2 separate regions of the Pan troglodytes genome follow, and region 1 is linked to region 2. Evidence: chromatin contacts called from public HiChIP or PLAC-seq data. All regions are on one chromosome and are shown on one strand. The core of a region is the stretch at or near the end of the contact, and the rest is flanking DNA. Distances in the headings are between cores, read along the strand shown. Region 1 holds the start of HAS3 (hyaluronan synthase 3). Region 2 holds the start of ZFP90 (ZFP90 zinc finger protein).

Region 1 (3,800 bases), core at 491-2,990, 560 kb before region 2:
CCAGCTACCTTGGCAAAGTGTGCCTGTAGACAAAGGCGCATCCCCGGTGTCGCCGGCCCTCTCCTTCCCTGGGCGGGACCCCTCCCCCGCAGGAATTAGAGGCATTACCCAGGTTACTACCCCCACCCCCAAATAGAGGCCCCCAAAATGTCCCTCAACCAGATACCCCACGTGCAATCAGGCGCTGGTGCAGGCTGTGGTCGAGGTTCTCCTGCCCAGACCTGGGGCGGGGGGCTGTGTCACCCCAAGCCGGCAGAGGCTGTGGGGTGATCCTACAGCCTGGACCGCCGCCTCCTCATGCCCTTCGCTCATCCACGGGAGCCCAGCCCAGGCAAACTAACGCGCACTCGGCTTTCAAGGGCACAAGGTTGGGGGCGCTCTCAAGTCCGGCTCCCAGGACTACGGAAGGAGAACCCCCAGTCAAGGACGCACGCTTCTCCATCAAGCCTCCGAAACTTTGAGGGGCTGCTGGTGTGCAGCGTCTCTCCCGCTGACAGGTGCGCCCCGCGGCAGGGCCACACGCGGCGGCATGGAAACTTGTGCGCCCAGCGGGGCTCCTCCTCTTGTGCCCGGCCGCCCTCCGGGCCCCTCCAGGCCGGCCAGGGGAGGGGAGCCCACTCCCCCGGACACGTGCTGCCGCGGCCCGGCTAACCCGCAGGAACGTGGGCGCCTGGTACCTTGGTGCCCGGACAGGTGCAAACCCCCGGGAGGTCGTAGAAGGTGCGGGGGAGGGGTACCCCAGCCAGCCTGGAGCCCCGCACCGGCGTCCGCCTCCTAATTCATTCACAAAACAGGAGCCGCCGGGGAGGAGGGAGGCGAGGCTGAAAGAGGAGAGGATGCAGGAAGAAAGGGAGGAGGGGTCAGTGGGGAGGGGGCTGCAGGAACGGCCGCCGGGAAGCCCGGGGCTGCCGCCGCCCCCAACCCGCCTCCCCGCGCCGGACGCGGCGCCCGCAGGGCTGGGAGCTGGCCGGGTGCGGGGGGCTCGGCGAGAGGCACCCCTGCCGCCCGGCGCTCCCCGGCCTCGGCGCAGCCCCGCGCGGCCCGCCCCTCCTGGGTGCCGGCCGGCCCGCGCTCACCGTGCCGCCGGCTGCCGCGCTCCGGAGCTCAGCAGGCCCGCGGCGGCTCCATGCCCCTCCTCCCGCTCCGCTCCGCGCCGCCGCGCGCTCCGACTGCCGCCTGCCCTGCCGAGCCGCCCTTAAGTACCCGGCGCGTGCCCGCCAGGAGAGGCGCCTCCCCCGGCCCTGGGGCCGGGAAAGTTGACCAGAGTGGGAGGGCCCCCGAGGGCGCACCCCCGACCCCGCGCGGTCCCAGGGAGCGCCACAAGCCAGCGCTCGGCGGGGACGCCTAGTCCCGGGTGGACGCGGCTCCGGCTCGCAAGACTCGCAGCCCCTGCGCCCTCTCCGAAGCTGGGTCCCCCGATTGGGGCCGAAGGCCACGCGGCTCTGCAATCGCCCTGGGACCAGCTGCCAAGGCGAGACGGTCACTGGGCTCAACCTAGAACCTGAAGCGTCGTTAACTTTCCAGATACCACGCAGGGACTTCCAAAATTGTTACTCTCCCTCCCCGCCCCCACGCCCCGCTCTCTAACCCGCAAAACCTACTCACCCTGCAAGGAAGGCGAGCTGAGAGCACTCTTCCCCGACTTCTGCACGCGAAGGGGCAGTTCGCTGTCTAGGGGGCTCCCGAAAGCCAAGGCAGCAAAACCTTCCTGCTGGCAAGAAAGAGGCGCTGAAGAGAATTGTCAAATGTAAAAAGGCTGGTCAAAGAAGGTGTTAACAATTGTGACAGCTTAGCTTTGAATTCCGCAGTGGGGCGCTGATGACTTTAAGGCGGTTTGCAAAAGCTGCAAACGGTTTTGTAGGAACCTTGGAGGTTCCGGTGTCTTAAAGCCAAAACAATTCCTCCTCTTCTTTTTCACACCTTTATTTCCGACATCCATGATCTCCTAAATTCCCAACTGACCTTATCGACAGTAGTTTTCAGGTCCCTAAAAGATAGTGCTAGACTCGAGTAAAGTGAGATGAAGTGAGTTGGGGTGCGCTGGGGTGGGGTGAGATCGAGGAGGGGGGAGAGTTGTTAGCAGAGACAAGAAGTTTAGAACCAGCTGAAGGCGATGAGTTTTTACATCTCAGGAAAACTTGAAGAGAAATTATAATTAATAACTAGTTTTTAAAAAATGAGTGGCCGGGCGCCGTGGCTCAAGCCTGTAATCTCAGCACTTTCGGCGTTACGGGCACCATGCCCGTAATCCCAGCTACTCGGGAGGCTGAGGCAGGAGAATCGCTTGAACCCCGCAGGTGGAGGTTGCAGTGAGCTGAAATCGCACCACTGCACTCCAGCTTGGGCAGCAGAGCGAGACTCCGTCTCCAAAAAAAAACAAAACAAACAAACAAAAAAAACACAAAAAACAGAGTTTACCTGTTTTCCAAATACACCTGATATAATTTCTATCACTTCTTCCCAAGCTGCAACAAATTTATAGGCACCTGAGCTGCAGTCTATAAAACTTCTCCTCTCGGAAGTTTTAGGGGCTCAGGGACTTGCCTGCCCACCATTGCTCAGTTTGGGCCACAGACCTCACACCTCAGTCCCCGCAGGCAAGCAAAGACCCCAGGCACACCTACTCCACACAATCCCATCTTACATTATTGGCCAGGCACAGTGGCTCACACCTGTAGTCCCAGCACTTTGGGAGGCTGAAGATGGAGGATCGCTTGAGGCCAGGAGTTCAAGACCAGCCTGGGCAACAAAGCGAGACTTCCCCCGTCTCTACAAAAATTAAAATTAAAAAATTAGCCAGGGCCGGGTGGAGGCTCACGCCTGTAATCCCAACGCTCTGGGAGGCCGAGGTGGGCAGATCACGAGGTCAGAAGTTAGAGACCAGCCTGGCTAATATGGTGAAACCCTATCTCTACTAAAAAATACAAAAATTAGCCAGGCATGGTGGCACGTGCCTGTAGTCCCAGCCACTGGGAAGGTTGAGGCGGAAGAATCGCTTAAACCCAGGAGACGGAGGTTGCAGTGGGCCAAGATTGTGCCACTGTACTCCAGCCTGGGCGACAGAGTGAGACTCCATCTCAAAAAATAAAAATAAAAAAAAAAAAGAAAAAGAAAAGAAAAAAAAAAAAAAAACATTAGCCAGGCATGGTGGAGTGCGCCTGTAGTCCCAGCTACTAGGGAGGCTGGGGCAGGAGAATTGCTTGAGCCCAGGAGGTCAAGGCAACAGTGAGCTATGATCGAACCACTACACTCCAGCCTGGGTAACAGAACAAGACCCTGTCTCAAAAACAAATTCCTGGACTCCAGCAAGCCCTTCCGCCTCAGCCTCCCTAGGAGCTAGTCCTATAGGCATGCTATCCAGCCCAGCTGCCAATGTGTTTTGAACTTCAGATGGCCTGAGGGGCCCTACCAGAGCCATTCCTACTTACACAAAGATGGAGAAGCCTTAGGTTGGTGGAGGGGAGGGCTCTAGAGTCTGCCAGTAAGCCCCAGTGTCTTCATCCCAGAGATGGGATTGCTAGGCGGACTGATAGGAAGTTTGAAGAGTTTGGCTGAGGGTAAGCGCTCAGCAAGTGTTAGTTAACCAGACAGCAGCATCCTTTGCCCATGCCACGGGTTCTACATGGCCATCCCTCTAGAGCACTCAGTGACAGCAAGTTCAAGGATCAGTGTTTGAATAAAAGAAAACTGCCTGGCCGGGTGTGGTGGCTCACACCTGTAATCCCAGCACTTTGGGAGGCTGAGGCGGGTGGATCACCTGAGGTCGGGAGTTTGAGACCAGCCTGGCCAACATGGTGAAA
Region 2 (3,487 bases), core at 811-3,310:
ACAAAAAAAAACAAAAATTAGGCCAGGCGTGGTGGCTCACATCTGTAATCCCAGCACCTTGGGAGGCCAACGTGGGCGGATCAATTGAGGTCAGGAGTTCGAGACCAGCCTGGCCAACATGGTAAAACCCTGACTCTACTAAAATACAAAAAAATTAGCCAGGTGTGGTGGTGTACACCTGTTAATCCCAGCTACTAGGGAGGTTGAGGCAGGAGAATCACTTGAACCCAGGAGGTGGAGGTTGCAGTGAGCCGAGATCATGCCACTACACTTCAGCCTGGGTGACAGAATGAGACTGTCTCAAAAAATAAAATAAACCAAAAAATACAAAAATTAGCCGGGCATGGTGGCGTGCACCATGGCAGAGGTTGCAGTGAGCCAAGATCATGTCACTGTACTCCAGACTGGGTGACAGAGACCCTGTCTCAAAAAAAAAAAAAAAGGCATGATATAGTATGCTTAATTCACTATAAACTGCTCTTTTGAAGGACATTACTAAGTTGGTGTTTTTATCTTTTAAATTTTTTTTTTTTTTTTTTTTTTTTTTGCAGAGACGGAGTCTCACTATGTTGCCCAGGCTGGTCTCAAATTCCTGGGCTTAAACGATCCTATTGCCTCAGCTTCCCAAAGTGCTGGACTTACAGGTGTGACCCACTGTACCTGTCAACTTGGTATTTTTATTTGAATTGATCTTGATGTCTCACACACCTAGCAACTACAATCTGTCATTTTCCCTTAATTCTAAAGAGAGTGTAGATTCAAAGATACAGGTACCATCTGGATCTTGATGTATTTTCACCAATATGTAAATCAATGGATAACCTTAGAGTTGTGACGCTTCTAGAAAATGCCCCCTCTGCCACAAGAATAAATGGGTTCACGAATCAGCCTCACATTAAGGTGAAGGCTGGACTTCTGGCGGTGGGGAGTGAGTTGCTCTATTACATCTTTGTTAAAGCAGAAAAGGACAGACACAAAATGCTCTGGGAGAATCAGCCCTGGTTTTGTTTTTGGTTGTTTTTTATTTTGTTTTGTTTTTGCCTCCTTGCCCAAGTAAGCCCATCTCCAGCCTCTTCCTAGACATGTTCTAACCAGGCTTCTACGGCCCCTTACGGACTCTCTATGGGCCCTGGGTCAGAAGCTGGGGCTCCTCTCTCCTCACTTGCCGACAGTCACTTCCTCCTCTACAGTGTTCCATCCTGTGACCCCACTCTCTCCATTTCTTATTGACAAGAGTTCAAAAAACTGGCGTGGCATTCAGGACTCTCAAAACTGACACTTCCCAACGCATCCAATCTCAACTCCTCCCACAAGATCGCACCACACTGGCCCTCTCTACCCCACAGAGCAGCCTCCCCTTTGGGAATCCAGCTCCCCAAAGCCTGGGGTTTTGCATGGCCAGGAGGCTCCGATCGAGCCAAGCAAGTAAGGGAGTCGCCAGGCAGAGAACAATAACTGCTCCAAACACCTTTGGGAGATGGGATGGATAGATGGATGGGATGCCCAGGAGGTTAGGAACGCGTTGCTCACCTGGGGCGCGGCGGTCGGAGGCCTCGGGGCCATTCCTGCCTCGCCAGGGCCCGGCTCCGGGGCAGGAGCTGGGGAGAAAGGACAGGGCCCACTCACCCCGCTGCAACACCGACCCCACCCCGCCCCGCCCCACCTCCGCCCCTAAACCACATCTCCAGGGGAGATGGTGGCGAGGACCGCGGAACCAGCCCGGGCCTGCCGCTCCCCATCCCCGAAATGAAAGGCTCAGCAGCCTCCCGGACACCCCCCTCCGGCCACGCCCAGTCCCCTTCGCAGGGTGGTGGGCGAGGCCCGGCTGACACCCGCCAAACCCAGGAGGGGTCCCGCCCAGACCCGCGCACTCAGAATCACCGCCTCTGGGGGGCTCCGGATTTCGCGACCTCCGGCCCACCCAGAGCCTCAGGCAGCTCCTCCCGCCCCCGCCGAAGGCTCGGTTATCTCCAATTCTGATCTGCGGAGGGGCTGCCCAAAGGGGCCTCAGCCGCACCGGGGTCGGACAATGGCCGCAGCGGCGGGGCAGAGCCGGAAGTGCGCCTGCGCACTCGGAGCCTCGCTCCTGCAACCCCGGGTCCACGCCGGGCGCGCGAACTACACTTCCCAGAGGCCCGCGCGCGCAGGCCCCGCCTAGGCGGCTTCCGAAGGCGCGTTAGGGACCCCTGCGAGGGCCGAGGGAGGCAGCCAGTGTGGCTCGAGTGTGCGTGTCCCTGTATTCCAGTCACTGTCCGCCTCCTCTTTGCAAGGGGCTTGTTGCTAGCTGGGGAATCGGCCGAGAAAAACCCTGGTTTCAGGGAGCAATCGTACGCCCCTTTCGACGAGGCTGACGATAAAAACGCAAACATGTCAACAAGATAATGTCAGGTCCTGACTTCAGCGGTAAGAGTGACACAGGAAGGGAGTGAGACAGCGTCAGAGGGTGGGGCATTTACATCTTCGTCAAAAGGCAATTTTCCATTTTTCATTTTAGAGAAAAAAGAAACTTCGGACAAATCCGTGGCCTCCTGAGCAATGTGCAAAGGCAGATCTACTGCCGTGTTATTTCATTACTTCGTATCCCCTTACGCAGGATTTTGTTTGGGACAAGCAAACAATGATGGAAATTTTCTCTTTTTTTTTTTGAGACAGTTTCGCTCTTGTTGCCTAGGTTGGAGTGCAATGGCGCGATTTTGGCTCACCGCAGCCTCCGCCTCCCGGGTTCAAGCGATTCTCCCGCCTCAGCCTCCCGAGTAGCTGGGATTACAGGCATGCGATGCGTCACCAGGCCCGTCTAATTTTGTATATTTAGTAGAGACGGGTTTTCTCCATGTTGGTCATGCTGGTCTTGAACTCGCCTCGGCCTCCCAAAGTGCTGGGATTACAGGCATGGGCAACCGCGCCCGGCCCGATGGAAATTTTCAACACAAAGATAGGTCAACTTTTAGATACAGCTATTAGGGTTTATGTAATTATGTCTTATATATCACAGACATTCAGGCTACATTTCCTAGATTTCAGCTTGATTTCTTAACATTAGAGCATTGCATACCAACATGGTAGAAAATGACTGCAACGAAATGTTCCTGATGTCACACTGCTTTATCAAAAATATGAACATTCAAAAATAAATGCTTTATGCCGGGTGCAGTGGCTCAAGCCTGCGATCCCAGCACTTTGGGAGGCTGAGGCTGGCGGATCACCTGAGGTCAGGAGTTCGAGACCAGCCTGACCAACATGGAGATAGCTCGTCTCTACTAAAAATACAAAATTAGCCAGGCTTGGTGGCGCATGCCTGTAATCCCAGCTACTCAGAAAGCTGAGGCAGGAGAATCGCTTGAATCTGGGAGGCAGAGGTTGTGGTGAGCCGAGATTGCACCATTGGACTCCAACCTGGGCAACAGCAGCAAAACTCCATCTCAAAAAAAACAAAACAAAAAAGGGAGAAAATTTCCATCACTGTTGGCTTGTCCCAAACACAAAATCC

Evidence for each region. HiChIP or PLAC-seq counts read pairs in DNA pulled down with a chosen protein or histone mark.
Region 1: an H3K4me3 HiChIP or PLAC-seq map of stem cell-derived excitatory neurons shows a contact between it and region 2, with 5 times the contacts expected there. The contact joins the promoter of HAS3 here to the promoter of ZFP90 in region 2. A contact is called at or near these places in 1 of 7 Hi-C or Micro-C datasets (stem cell-derived neural progenitor cells) and 1 of 1 datasets of contacts at active chromatin or transcription factors (stem cell-derived excitatory neurons).

Annotation. Positions count from the first base shown.
Region 1 is chr18:67,145,165-67,148,964 of NHGRI_mPanTro3-v2.0_pri, reverse strand. HAS3 (hyaluronan synthase 3) reads right to left here and starts at 1,740. Exons shown (of 4, transcript XM_001168498.7): 1 at 1,606-1,740.
Region 2 is chr18:66,585,381-66,588,867 of NHGRI_mPanTro3-v2.0_pri, reverse strand. It overlaps ZFP90 (ZFP90 zinc finger protein), which reads right to left and starts at 2,060. Exons shown (of 6, transcript XM_063797327.1): 1 at 1,882-2,060; 2 at 1,531-1,598. The coding sequence starts at 1,563.